Linked DNA regions of Mus musculus: regions 1, 3 and 4 are each linked to region 2. Evidence: chromatin contacts called from public Micro-C and promoter capture Hi-C data. All regions are on one chromosome and are shown on one strand. Each heading gives the region's core, a stretch centred on a gene start, on an enhancer-like site or on the middle of the called end of the contact. The rest is flanking DNA. Distances are from core to core; before and after follow the strand shown.

Region 1 (2,833 bases), core at 72-2,571, 340 kb after region 2:
CAAGTGAAGTGGGTGTGACGAGCCATGAGGACCAGGAAGTGCCCATTAGTCACTCGGTGCTCCTGGCAGGGTAACCCTTATAAATGGTGTCAGCTCCCCAAGTTGTCCTGTAACTATAAATGTAAGCGTATTTCCTTAGCTCATTATCCAGAGATGGCCAGGATGGGGAGAGGGACGGGGTTGCACTTTGCTTCTGCTTGTGGCCTCTGGGGGAAGGACCTGCAGTGCAGTCTCTCCACACTGTGGGTTCTGCTATAGGCTTCTAGAGATACAGGTTGCCGTGCCAGGATCCTGCTTACTGCCCTTTCCTCGCAGCTCCCCAAGTCTCCAAGTCAGTGGTACTGCATGAAGAAATCCTGCTGTGAAAGCCTATTGGATTCGGGTGTAGGGAGATGGGTGTGCCTGAAGCAAAAGCATGGGTACTCACAGGAGTCCTATTAGGTGTTTCTCTGATAGTGTTCCCAATCATGCCAGGGAGTCTACCACTGAGATCTCAGGCTGAGGCCTGAGAAGGAGAAAGTGACCCCTCACTTGCCTGGCTTCCTTAGCTTGCTCCTGAGCTTTGCAAAAAACCACCCTAGACCCCACTCTACAAGCTACAGAACAACACTACTGTAACTACCTACTAAATAAAGCCCGTGGCACTGGTCTTGGAATTGAGCGAGAGGTGGAGCCTGGGGGTGATGGGCAAGGCCTGCCCCTGCTGCATGGGCCTTCCACAGATGCTCTCTCCCGCACCCTTCTTGGACTCTGAGGTTGCCAGCTTTGTCTGTTGCGATGATTCATATCTATAATCTCAGCCTTTGAGAGGTAGAGGCTGGAGGATCAGCCCTCTATGCTACATGAGATCCTGCCAACAGAGTCCAGTTCCCACTGTTCCCTGCCCTGCCCACCTCTTCCTTGCCACCCCAGACCTTGTTCCATGGGACCAGACTCTGACTTAGGTCCTTGTTGATCCCTTGGTAACAACAGCAGTTATAGTCCTCCAATTCCCTCCCATTCCATTCAGTATTCAGGCCTGAAAGCCGAAACTGTTGTAGGTGTCTCATTACCACCTCTATCCCAGCTCCAAGCCCAGGAGCCAGCCCCCTTCCTGCTCCTGAGCCTTCCCAGGCAAGGCTCTCGCTCAGCAGCTCCTGTTACCAAGTTTGTAACCAGAACTGACAGCGAAAAGCATCAGGGACTGAGGAGCCTCCCAGGACAGGCAAGGGCCTCCTCCCAGCAGCACCAGTCAGGAAGCATCACCATAGCAACCCTAGCAGCAAACAATGGTACCAGAAAGGGCTTTCCTCCAAAGCCGCCTCTCCTGGCTCTGTGGCTCAGAGGAAGAATGGCCAACATCCCGAAGAAAACATCCCTCCAAAAGTCAAGCCTGAGCCAAGTATCTCGTACCAGGGAGCCTTTCCTGAAGGTAGAGTGGGGCCCAACAACGCAGCCAGCCTTTCAGGTTGTCCTGAGCAGTAGTCTCTGGTACATAAGCCAGTTTCTGCTTTCATCCTGTGGTACCCTAAGTTGGAGCTCAGAACAGAAAGGAGAAGCCTGGGCAACAGGTTGAAGAGGCCTTATCTAAAGGACTTGGGATCAGAAATGTGCTTAGCTTTGGGATTTACTTTTGGATTTTGGAGTATGTGTATGTATGTCAAACTATGTTGGGCAAGGACCCCAAACTTAATATAAAATTCCTTTGTTTCATATGTACCTCGTACACAGCCTGGAGGTGATTTAATGCATGCAGCATTTTTAGGATGTCTATGATTTGACTGAGGCTCATCACAAAGGTCAAATGTGGAATTTTCCACTTTGAGACGCCATGCCTTTGCCCAGGGTGGGTGGGTGGATATTTTTTTAGCATTTGTGATACATTTTCAGATTTTAGGGCTTTTCGTTTTGTTGAGGCAGTCTTGTTATGTAGCTCGGGCTAGCTTGATACTATCAGCCTGCAGTATCTCTGTCTCAACCTTCTCAAGGGCTGGCAGTATAAATCTGTGCCAGTATGACCAGTTTTGGTTTTGTTTGTTTAATTTTGAGACAGAGCCTCCCTATATAGCGCTGGTTGAAATGCACAGCTGGACCAGGTTATTGCCAACCCTGTGGAGTGCTGCCTCCTAACTGGAGTTACAAGCACTTACTGTCATGCCTGGGATAGACTAGGCATGTTTGTGTTAGCTCACAGACCTCTCCTCTTGTAGAAGACTTAGGGAATTCGGTCCAGCGTGGCATGCCTTTCATTTTAGCATTCTCCAGCCTGCTCCACAGGGGTACATGTGAGACCTCGCCTCACAAAACCGGGAGGAAGGAGAGAGAGAACAAACATGCAGGCGGCCACTGAGCCGACTCGGGTGCTGAGATCAGTTGCTGCACCTGACAGCCTGAGTTCCAGCTCTAGAATGCACACGGTGGAAGAACAGGCTCCTACAAGCTGTCCTCGGGCCTCCACATGCATGCTATGACATGTGTGTGTTTACACACGCACTAGGGTTTCTGATTTTAAGAAGTAAGACTTGGGGATGGTACCGAAGAAACTGGTGGGGGTATTGGAGTGAGGAACGCCCTAGAGAGGCTGAGAGGGAGGGACATTTCTGTCCTGGGCTGACTATGAACAAGCTCTTCGCCGTGTTTCATATAGCTAAGTACACTGAGTTTGAACACAGCTTAAACCCGAACTCTACTCAGTTGAGACCTTGTGTGAATTCCTTACTGCAGCAGAGTCTTTCCACATGTGACATAGGGACTTGTCAGTTTTCTACTGCTGTGACAAGATACTCGTGGTAACTCAAAAGAAGACAGGGTCACCTGGGCTCCTGTGTGTGGTCATTTGGCCCTGCTGCTCTAG
Region 2 (2,917 bases), core at 291-2,790:
GACACTTTCTCTAGAAAAATCATCTCCCTTTGTCCTTTTTGCTCATCCTGGAGGCTCCTGGAGCCTGGGAAAGAGTGGCCTGGCCAAGTGCTGGCTGCCCAGCCCACAGCAATCCCTCAAAAGCAGCAGCCTGTCCCTCATCGTGTATGGCTGCTTCCTCCTCTTCCTGGGAACCATGTAAATGAGCAGGGGACTGTGACCTCCACACCCCCACCCCACCCCCACAATGCTACAGACTGGCCTCCTGCCTCCAGGAGCAATAGAAGAAACTCAGAAACCATCCTCACGGCCCCCCACCAACCCAGGGGCACAGCTGTGCCGTCTGACCCACACCCATGATGCAGGTTCCCTGGTGCAGGTACTTCAGTGTGCCTTTTTTTTGGGAGAAGGAAGCAGTGGCAAACTTTCCAGCTTCCTGGGAGCAGAACGTGTCTCTCCTGGAAGACTGACAAGTTGAAGCCTCCATTCAGCCATGGAGAAGAGGGAAAAGGGAACAGAAAGATGCAGGGAGTGGGAGGGTGCCTTCAATTTTTAAAAGCACTTACCTTTGGGCAGATAAGGTAGAGCGAGGAGGAAGTAGAAGATATTCCTAGGGTGGAAAGCAAGGAGAAGGAGCAACGGAAGACTCAACAGTAAGGACTTACCCAGAATATCAAATTGAAGAGGAACATCGTGTACTTCAAGCAGCAGAGACAGCCCCTGGCCATGTTGCACTTCTTAAATTCTAGGAGGAACACAAAGGACAGGTCCAGGTAAAACACCACGTACTTGCTGCCTTTGGGTGCATTGTACTTGTCAGTCTTAATGCCGGCCTCCGTGCGGCTCTGACCCCGCGAACCCGCGGTGCCGTAGAAGGCGCCAGCCGTGAAGCCGCGGCCGAACGGGCGGCCAGAGGTGGACGGCTTGGCAAAGTCCGAGTCCTTGCTGTCCAAAGATGGACTCCGGTGGATCGAAGAATCCTCGCTACTCGACTTCTCCATGCTCGCCTCGTTCCCGGGGGGCACGAGGGGCGGGGGGCATTGCTCCCAGAGTGGGACGGAGGGGGCACCCCGGTCGGGCACGGGTTCTGAGCAAGCTGGCTGTTGGAGCTTCGCACGCCCCCTCTCTGCACCCGCGAGCAATAGCGGAGCAACCAACTGCCGGGGGTTCACTGCCTCTGGGACGGCGCCCCGCTCCCAGCCTTAGCCCGCTGGCCCGGGAGGGCTCTGCGGCACTGTTATAAGCACGCTTGGGGAGCCGGCTCGCCTGCGTAACTAGGCTTCTTTAGGGAGGCTGCAATTTGACTGCTCTTTCCCGGGCGGCTGCACCACCGACCGGACGCAGCACTCGAGGCGAAAGGGCGCTGGGATCCAAGCTCCGCAGGCACGCCTCTTCCAACCCGGAGCCCCACCACTTTGCGGGCGCTCGGCCTCCCTTGCTCCGCGACTTTGCGGAGCCGCTGCCGGCCCTGGGCTGCCCGGGTGCGCCGCGGGCAGAGAGCCTCGGATCCGCTGCAGCTGCAACCGCTGGGCTTGCCCTGCGAAATTCCAGCCCTGACTCTCGACTCTGAAATCGCCTAGAGCCCCTTCCCCGGGCTCTGGGCCCCGCCCCCTGCTTTGCATCCGACCAATGGGCTCAAGGTCTGCCTGGCTCCGGTAGGGGAGCTACCCCCCTCCCCAATGACACAATATCTTTAATAGGATTAGCGGTCTGCTTGTGTGCCTAAACTAGTGTGCCCAGAACCCTTCTAAATGTCAAGGGCTCGCTCAGTGGCTAGGAATGAACTAACACCTCCATGGGAAAGCACTGGTTTCTTGCCCCAGCAAGGGCCGCGACTAGAGGAGGGGGAGAACTGGAGACACCAAGAACCCTAGGAAGCCAGAGGATAGGTCTGGGGGGAAAGGCTGGAAGGGAAAGAAACGGTGGCCACTACTAGGCTGGCCTCCGCCCCCTAGGAACGTCGGGCCTGTCTAGCCTGGGGCACATGGTCCCAAGCAGTACCTTTACACACACACACACACACACACACACACACACACACACACACACACACACACACACACACACACACACCACGCTTTTGCACACGTGAGAATGGCTACTGCGCACTGGTAGAGGGGCCGCAGCAGAGACGCAAGGTGTAGGAAAGCGCCCTCAGGCCTCCGCGGGGCGCGCCGCCCTCCCTGCCCCCTCCACGCGCACACGCACGCGCGGCTCCGAGAGACTCCTGCAGCTGCGCAAGCCCCCGCCTCCGCGTTCCCGAGTGGGACGGCGGGCTGCAAGGGGCAGGCGGCTCAAGTGGGGCACTGCTTTTTGCCAGCAGAAGAGCAAGGTAGCAATGCTTTTTTGGTCACACCCGAGTCCTCTCGGAGCCGAGGTCAGAGAAAAGACAGGAGGTATGTGCCTGCCAGAGGAACATCCAAAAACAGCCCTTCATCCTCTTGTGAAGCGCTGCAATGAAGACAGCCTCCTCTGGGCTTATATGCAGAAGTCTGCATTGCTGACCTGGGGCCACCACGGTTTGCAAATGATAAAAACTAGAAGACTGAGTGGGGTGGGGGTGCGGGGGTTAGACACTGAGTCTCTCCTTTGTGCAGTGAGTCAGTGTGGGAGCTAAGTTTTACCAGGCTCCCAGCAGCTAACAAGGAGCTCAGCCTCTGGAAGGTACTCCATAGGGACGGCTAGATGGAGTCTACTCTGCAACCCCCAACCCTCTATCCTGAGCCCCAAGGGGGAGCCCTTGAGGAAACACCATAGTACTACTGCCTGCCCTTTGGGCAGCACAAAATCTAGTTAGGACAGGAAGTTACTGGAGGCACAGATAGACTCAGATGGTTGTGGCTATGCCCCGAGGGGTGGGGGGTGGGGGCAGTGATTCCAACTAGGGGGAATTCACCTTCACTTTGCCCCACCACCACCCTAGAGGTGATAACTCTGA
Region 3 (2,898 bases), core at 242-2,741, 320 kb after region 2:
CCAGTTTCAAAGTCAAGTCCTTGTTCCCTAAAATCATGAGTCATGGAAGGCAGAGTCAGATGGGTCTGTATGAGTTTGAGGCTAACCTGGTTTGAATATCGAGTTTCAGTCTTGCTTCATAAGACCTATCTCAAAAAATAAAATAAAAATAAAATCACATCCCTAAGAAATTTACTTCTCTAAAAATCATTTCGTTAACAACTAAATCCCTCAACTGAACGCGATATCATTTGATTTCAACCGGATACACGCTGAATTCTAACTTTCCTACCCCGACCTTACCCTTGTAAATGGATCTTCGGTTCCCAAAATGGAGAAGTTGTAAACAAATTTCAGAGAGCAGCTATCATGTTTATAGAATTTAGTTGATGAAAGATTAAAACAGGTGACGCCTTGGGAGGCAGAGGTAGGGGGCAAATGTTCAAAGTCCTCCTTATTAACTTATTATTAAGTTTCAGGGAAGCCTAGTCTGGATGGGACCCACGGGGGGTGGGGGGGTCGCTATTCCGTCTTTATAACTTTGTAAAATATGGTTTCGGATCAGTTAAAAACCAGTTTAAACGTCAGACCAAATCCTAACACGCCAAGCCTTTATCGCTGTGGTAATGGAATGGTAAAGGAAGAATGTAGTTGGCGTGTTTGATTTTAATCCTCACACCATGCCAAAGTTTTGAGCCAGTGATTTCACACGGCCCCCCATTAACTTTTCGTTAGCCTAGCTGACAAGAAATGAACAGGCTGAGATTGCAGCCCGTTTGTCTTTCCAAGCTCACCATGTGAACCAGGCAAAAAGAGGGGTATTGGTAGAAAAGCCAGGGGCACGAGCAAGAGTACGGATCAGTCTAAACTAAGTCCTGATTGAAAGAACTGCTAGAACTCAGGGGAAGGAAGAAAGAAGAAAAGAACAGTTTTGCATTTTCAGCTCTCGGACTCGTTCCAGAATTCCGCAATGACTGCCAAATGCAACGGCCTTGGAACCAATTAACCATCACTCGCGACCTTCCGCGTCGACTCCCAAGAGTGCCCTCCTTCCAGCTCAGTTCTGATCCTACTCGTGAAAGACATGGGGGAGGGCGAACGCATTGCAAGTAAGGGAATCGAGACCCCAGGGGAGCAGGGCGAGCTGGTCCAGGGTAAACTCCAGGGGAGCGGCTCAAGAGTGCTGGCGGCACGGGATGCACAGCGCATTGCAAATGAGGGAATCGGAGGCCCTTGGGGAGTAGGGTGAGCAGGTTCGGGGTAAATTCCAGGAAAGAGACGCGAGAGCGCTCTGGCGACGCGGGGTGTGCAAAGCGCCTGCTCAGCTGGGGACCCGATCTTGGCCTCCGCTCTTGCCCGCCCACCCTGGAGACCCCAGCCCGCCCCACCGCCGCCTGACCTGTCCCCGCGGGGTCCGGGTGCGCAGCGCGCCGCCTCCATACCCGCCCGACCGGTGGCATCAGCGTCCAGACCCCGAGACGCCGCCGCCCGGCTGGAGAGGATGGAGGAGATCGGGCCCCGCCCCTGACAACCACACCCCGCACTGTCGCCGACGCCCATTGGTCCAGTGCCCTACGCTCCCCTCTCACTGGCAAATGGCGTTAGCCATGATGCTGGAGGGTTTCCAGGGGGCGGGAGGCACCGGGAGGCGAAGGCGCGTGCGCTAGATCCGGGAGCAGCCCCCCGGGGTTGGGTCGGAAGAGTCTGCTGCTCCATTCCACCGCTCCGGGACTGGCCCCCACAGAGCGATCCCCAGCACCCCTCTGTGGCACCGAGAACATCCAGGCTGCTGCCTTGGGTTTTCTACTCTTTATCACCTGAAGCCTCAGCATCTGACCACCGACTCTGGGATAGCCGAGGCCTTCAGCCTCCCAAACCAGCCTTTGCCCAAAGCCCGACTGAGGGATCCCTACCTGGGGACCTTCAGCAAATGTCCTTATTTAGTGAGGGTAGCAGCTAAGCTGTCCTCTCTGCAGTAAATCATGCCTCCAGCCATCAATGCCTTTGTGGCTTTGGTCCCTATAGGACTTTATGACCAGAACTATAGCATATAAACTTAATTAGTAAGGCCAAAGTCACACTGATGTTGAATCCAAAAATTCACTTAAAAAATAATGTATTTATTTTGAGACAGGATTTCACTATACTATCCTCGGTTGGTCTGGAACTCTGAGATCCTACTGCCTCTGTCACCCTAGTGCTAGAATTAAAGGCATGTGCCATCGTGCCCTAGGCTATTATGTGTATGTTTCACCTATGTGTATGTCTGCATATCATATGCATCCCTGGTGCCCAAGGCTGTCAGATACCCCGGAACTGGAGTTACAGATGGTTGTGAGTCACCATGTGGGTGCTGGGAATAGAACTCGCGCCTCCGGGCATCCAGGGCTCATAACTGCTGAGCCACCTCTCCAGGTCCCAGAAATTAATTTTTGAAAACTAGGGAATATGATACCTGCACACATAGGCTAGGAAAGCATTGCACTCACTTAGCCCCTCTCCCTGTGGGACTCTGGATTGCTCCTTTGTGTGTGTGTGTGTGTGTGTGCTACAAATCTTCACTCATAAGCTCTGCTTGGTCTAGAAAGGGCTAGTGCTAAATGAGTAGGGTTGAAAGAGATGCTATTTGAATGAGTAAGAGGACCACTGAGACAGGCACATCCACACTACCCACACTAGAGTGTGAGCTTCCACTTTATGTACACATAGGATAAGTTACTGATAGGAATCCATTTCTCCACCACATGTGATAGCGTCATATTTCTTCCACTGTAAACACATCTCAAAACACAAACCTAAAGTACTCATCCGTCCCCTAGCTCTCTGACCCCATCGTATTCACCAACACAGGCCTGGCTTGGGACCCTTTGAGCCAAGGCTGTCAACCATTAAAAACCAGAGCTCTCTCTTGATTTTCTC
Region 4 (2,716 bases), core at 190-2,689, 390 kb after region 2:
CTTTAATCCCAGCACTGGGGAGGCAGAGGCAGGCGGATTTCTGAGTTCGAGGCCAGCCTGGTCTACAAAGTGAGTTCCAGGACAGCCAGGGCCATACAGAGAAACCCTGTCTCGAAAAAACCAAAAAAAAAAAAAAAAAAAAAAAGAAAGAAAGAAAGAAAGAAAGAAATCTGAACATACTAGGTACAGTCCCATTTTTTTTTTTTTTTAATATTTCCTATGGTAGGCCTGGCGGCGGGGGTGGGGTGGGGCTGCTAATACTGTTAACACTAACAGTTCCAGAGCCTTAACTGTGTGCCTGTCATCGTTCTACCTGCTTAATGTGCATTTATTTATTTAAATGACGAGAAAAGCATCAACTGCCTAGGAAAGAAAAAAAGTAGGTAGAAATTGCTTTTGTATTTCAACGAAGAGGTAACACTACAAAGTCGCCAGACACCTGAGTCAATTCTGGGTAGGCACAGTAGAAGCCTCGCATGGTCCACACTGATTATGGGGTATCTGCGGTAGGTTGGAGGCAGCAGAGATATCTACCGGTTAATTCCAGTGTAGGAGCAATACAACAGTGTGGCAATAGCAGCCAAGAGTGTGGGCAAGCATGGTAGCATGGGGAATGGGGGGGGGGGGAGGGAAAGCTATAGGTAGAGGGATATTATTAAATGCAATTTACAGGTTAAAAAATGGGCTTTGAAATGTAAAGATGTTTTGCAAGGGAATTGCGGCTACGAAAGGAAATAACGCGGGAAACAGGCTTTTACAACCTCCTATCCTGACAATCACTGAACTGTGCAAGAGAACCAACAACCTGTCTTCTTAAAATTAATGATAAAAAAATAAAATATGGCTGGAGTGATGACTCAGCGATAGGACATTAGCTCTTCCAGAGGAATGGGGTTTAATCCCCAGCAGTGGCAGCTCACAAATGTCTCTAACGCCAGTTCTAGGGGACCCAGCGTTCCTCTTCTGGCTTTTACGGGCACTGCTCACACACGGTACACAGACACACATGCAAGCAAAACACTCTACACATAAATTTTAAAGCTAAAACAAAAAATAACTACTAGAGGCTCTGGCCCAACTAAGCCTCCTGCAGTGACGGTCTCAGAGCGATACTGTCAATCAAAATTTTCTGTTCCGCACGCCATGTTGACTCCAGTGCGCAAGCGCACAACACGCCATCGTGTCGTTCCCACCACCCCCATCTCGCTCCGCCCAAATGCAGTGGTTTGCAGTGCGCATGCACTCACCGCGTCGTTATCCACGTCTCCGAGGCAGATGGCGTGCGGGAAGAGACTCCCGCTGAAATCCAGCGCCACGCGCTGCACATAACTAACCGACCTCATGGCACTCTGGAGGGCTGAGGTGCCGGGCCACTGCACCAAAACGACCCCCGAGCCCTCAGGACAGCCGTGCACGCGTGTCAGGCCACCGAACCGGAAGTCTACGTCACCGCTTAAGCCTTGAGTTCCGGCTTTCTTCCCCTAACCTTAGGGGAGGAGGCGGGCCTTCCGTGCCAGGAGCTGACTTGATACCTGGGGCTTGACCTTTTTCTCTGAGGGGGATTCAGACCATCCCTCGGGTCATAGTAATAGCCGTCATAATTAACAGCTTTGTTTTCCAACAATTTTTATGAAATTCCCTAATGGAGTTGTCAACGCAATGTAGTGGATTACAACCCACGTTAAAAAAAAAACAAAAACAAAACTTAAGGGGCCAAAAATAGAGCTCAGCAATTAAGAGCACTGGCTGCTTGCTCTTGTAGAGGACCCTGGGAAGATTCCTAGCCCCGACATGGTGCTCGCACCCATCCATCTGTAATTCCAGTTCTAAGAAGTCCGACGCCAGACAACCTCTTCTGGCTTCCCAGGCACCTAGGTGATGCACACATACACATGTAGCAGGAGAGCCACCACAAAGATTTTAAAAATATGAAAACAGACAAAGAGAAAAAGATCTAAGTAGTAAATCGTGTTATTTTGTTAAAGCCTTGTTTTGGGGATATATATATATATATATATATACCCTGGATTATAATGAAAAAATTATGCTGTGTACTTTATGGGCAGCAGTTTGAAAAATACCTATTGCAAAGCACACCTTACATGTATTATTTAATCAGCAAAATTATGTAAGCTTTATTGTTTCTTCAGGTGAGGAAACCATGTTCATCAAGATTGAGTAACTTTGCAGAAAGTGGTAGACGTGAGATTCAAACCAAGATGTCTGATGTAAAATGTTAGAGCTCTTTTGTCACTATTGCAGTTCCCATGGAAGTGAAGGCTGCTGGGATTCTGGACCCGAGGCATGATGTAGCCCCACCCCAGCACAAAGAGACCTGTTTCTAGTGGCCTTACTCTAGTTTAGGTGGGGCCATTATTCTCATGACTGGGGCTGCTTGGGATACTTTCCCTGATAAACCAGGTTCTGCCTTTCTTCTGAGATGTGATCAAGGCAACAGGAGTGTTAGTTAAACTACATGTGGTAGTGCTCGCCTGTAATTCTAGCACCTGGGAGGCAGAGGCAGGAGGATCAAGAGATCAGTATCAGCCTTGGCTGTGTAATTCTATGTCAGCTTTGGTTACATGAGACCCCATCTCCAACAAAAAGTCAATAAAAACAAAAGACACTCGATAGAAATTCCTGTAGTCCTGGCGCTAGGGACGCAGAGGCAGCAGTTCAGGATTATTGTCAATCACATGCAGTCTGAGGCCAGCCT

Evidence for each region. Hi-C and Micro-C count contacts between places; a contact is called where the count stands out from the background. Capture Hi-C pulls out chosen DNA fragments and counts their contacts.
Region 1: a contact with region 2 is called in a promoter capture Hi-C map of pancreatic islet. The contact joins the promoter of Tex52 here to the promoter of Tspan9 in region 2. A contact is called at or near these places in 3 of 484 Hi-C or Micro-C datasets (embryonic stem cells and palatal mesenchyme), 3 of 115 datasets of contacts at active chromatin or transcription factors (embryonic stem cells, extraembryonic endoderm stem cells and pancreatic cancer cells) and 1 of 9 other capture datasets (pancreatic islet).
Region 3: a contact with region 2 is called in a Micro-C map of embryonic stem cells, with 2.6 times the contacts expected there. The contact joins the promoter of Tulp3 here to the promoter of Tspan9 in region 2. A contact is called at or near these places in 1 of 39 promoter capture datasets (cranial neural crest), 4 of 484 Hi-C or Micro-C datasets (embryonic stem cells, palatal mesenchyme and uterus), 3 of 115 datasets of contacts at active chromatin or transcription factors (embryonic stem cells, extraembryonic endoderm stem cells and pancreatic cancer cells) and 1 of 9 other capture datasets (liver).
Region 4: a contact with region 2 is called in a Micro-C map of palatal mesenchyme, with 1.9 times the contacts expected there. The contact joins the promoter of Itfg2 here to the promoter of Tspan9 in region 2. A contact is called at or near these places in 1 of 39 promoter capture datasets (cranial neural crest), 1 of 15 datasets of contacts at CTCF or cohesin (the NIH/3T3 cell line), 2 of 484 Hi-C or Micro-C datasets (cerebellum and palatal mesenchyme), 3 of 115 datasets of contacts at active chromatin or transcription factors (bone marrow-derived dendritic cells, memory CD8 T cells and pancreatic cancer cells) and 1 of 9 other capture datasets (embryonic stem cells).

What each region holds. Positions count from the first base shown.
Region 1 is chr6:128,374,189-128,377,021 of GRCm38.p6, forward strand. Tex52 (testis expressed 52) reads left to right here and starts at 1,322. Exons shown (of 3, transcript NM_027697.1): 1 at 1,322-1,411. The coding sequence starts at 1,331. Foxm1 (forkhead box M1) reads left to right here. Exons shown (of 8, transcript NM_008021.4): 8 at 1-1,698.
Region 2 is chr6:128,033,522-128,036,438 of GRCm38.p6, forward strand. It overlaps Tspan9 (tetraspanin 9), which reads right to left and starts at 1,541. Exons shown (of 7, transcript NM_001379136.1): 1 at 645-1,541. The coding sequence starts at 980.
Region 3 is chr6:128,354,360-128,357,257 of GRCm38.p6, forward strand. It overlaps Tulp3 (tubby-like protein 3), which reads right to left and starts at 1,492. Exons shown (of 11, transcript NM_011657.2): 1 at 1,379-1,492. The coding sequence starts at 1,419. Rhno1 (RAD9-HUS1-RAD1 interacting nuclear orphan 1) reads right to left here. Exons shown (of 3, transcript NM_001326585.1): 3 at 2,641-2,898.
Region 4 is chr6:128,423,471-128,426,186 of GRCm38.p6, forward strand. It overlaps Itfg2 (integrin alpha FG-GAP repeat containing 2), which reads right to left and starts at 1,440. Exons shown (of 12, transcript NM_133927.1): 1 at 1,248-1,440. The coding sequence starts at 1,343.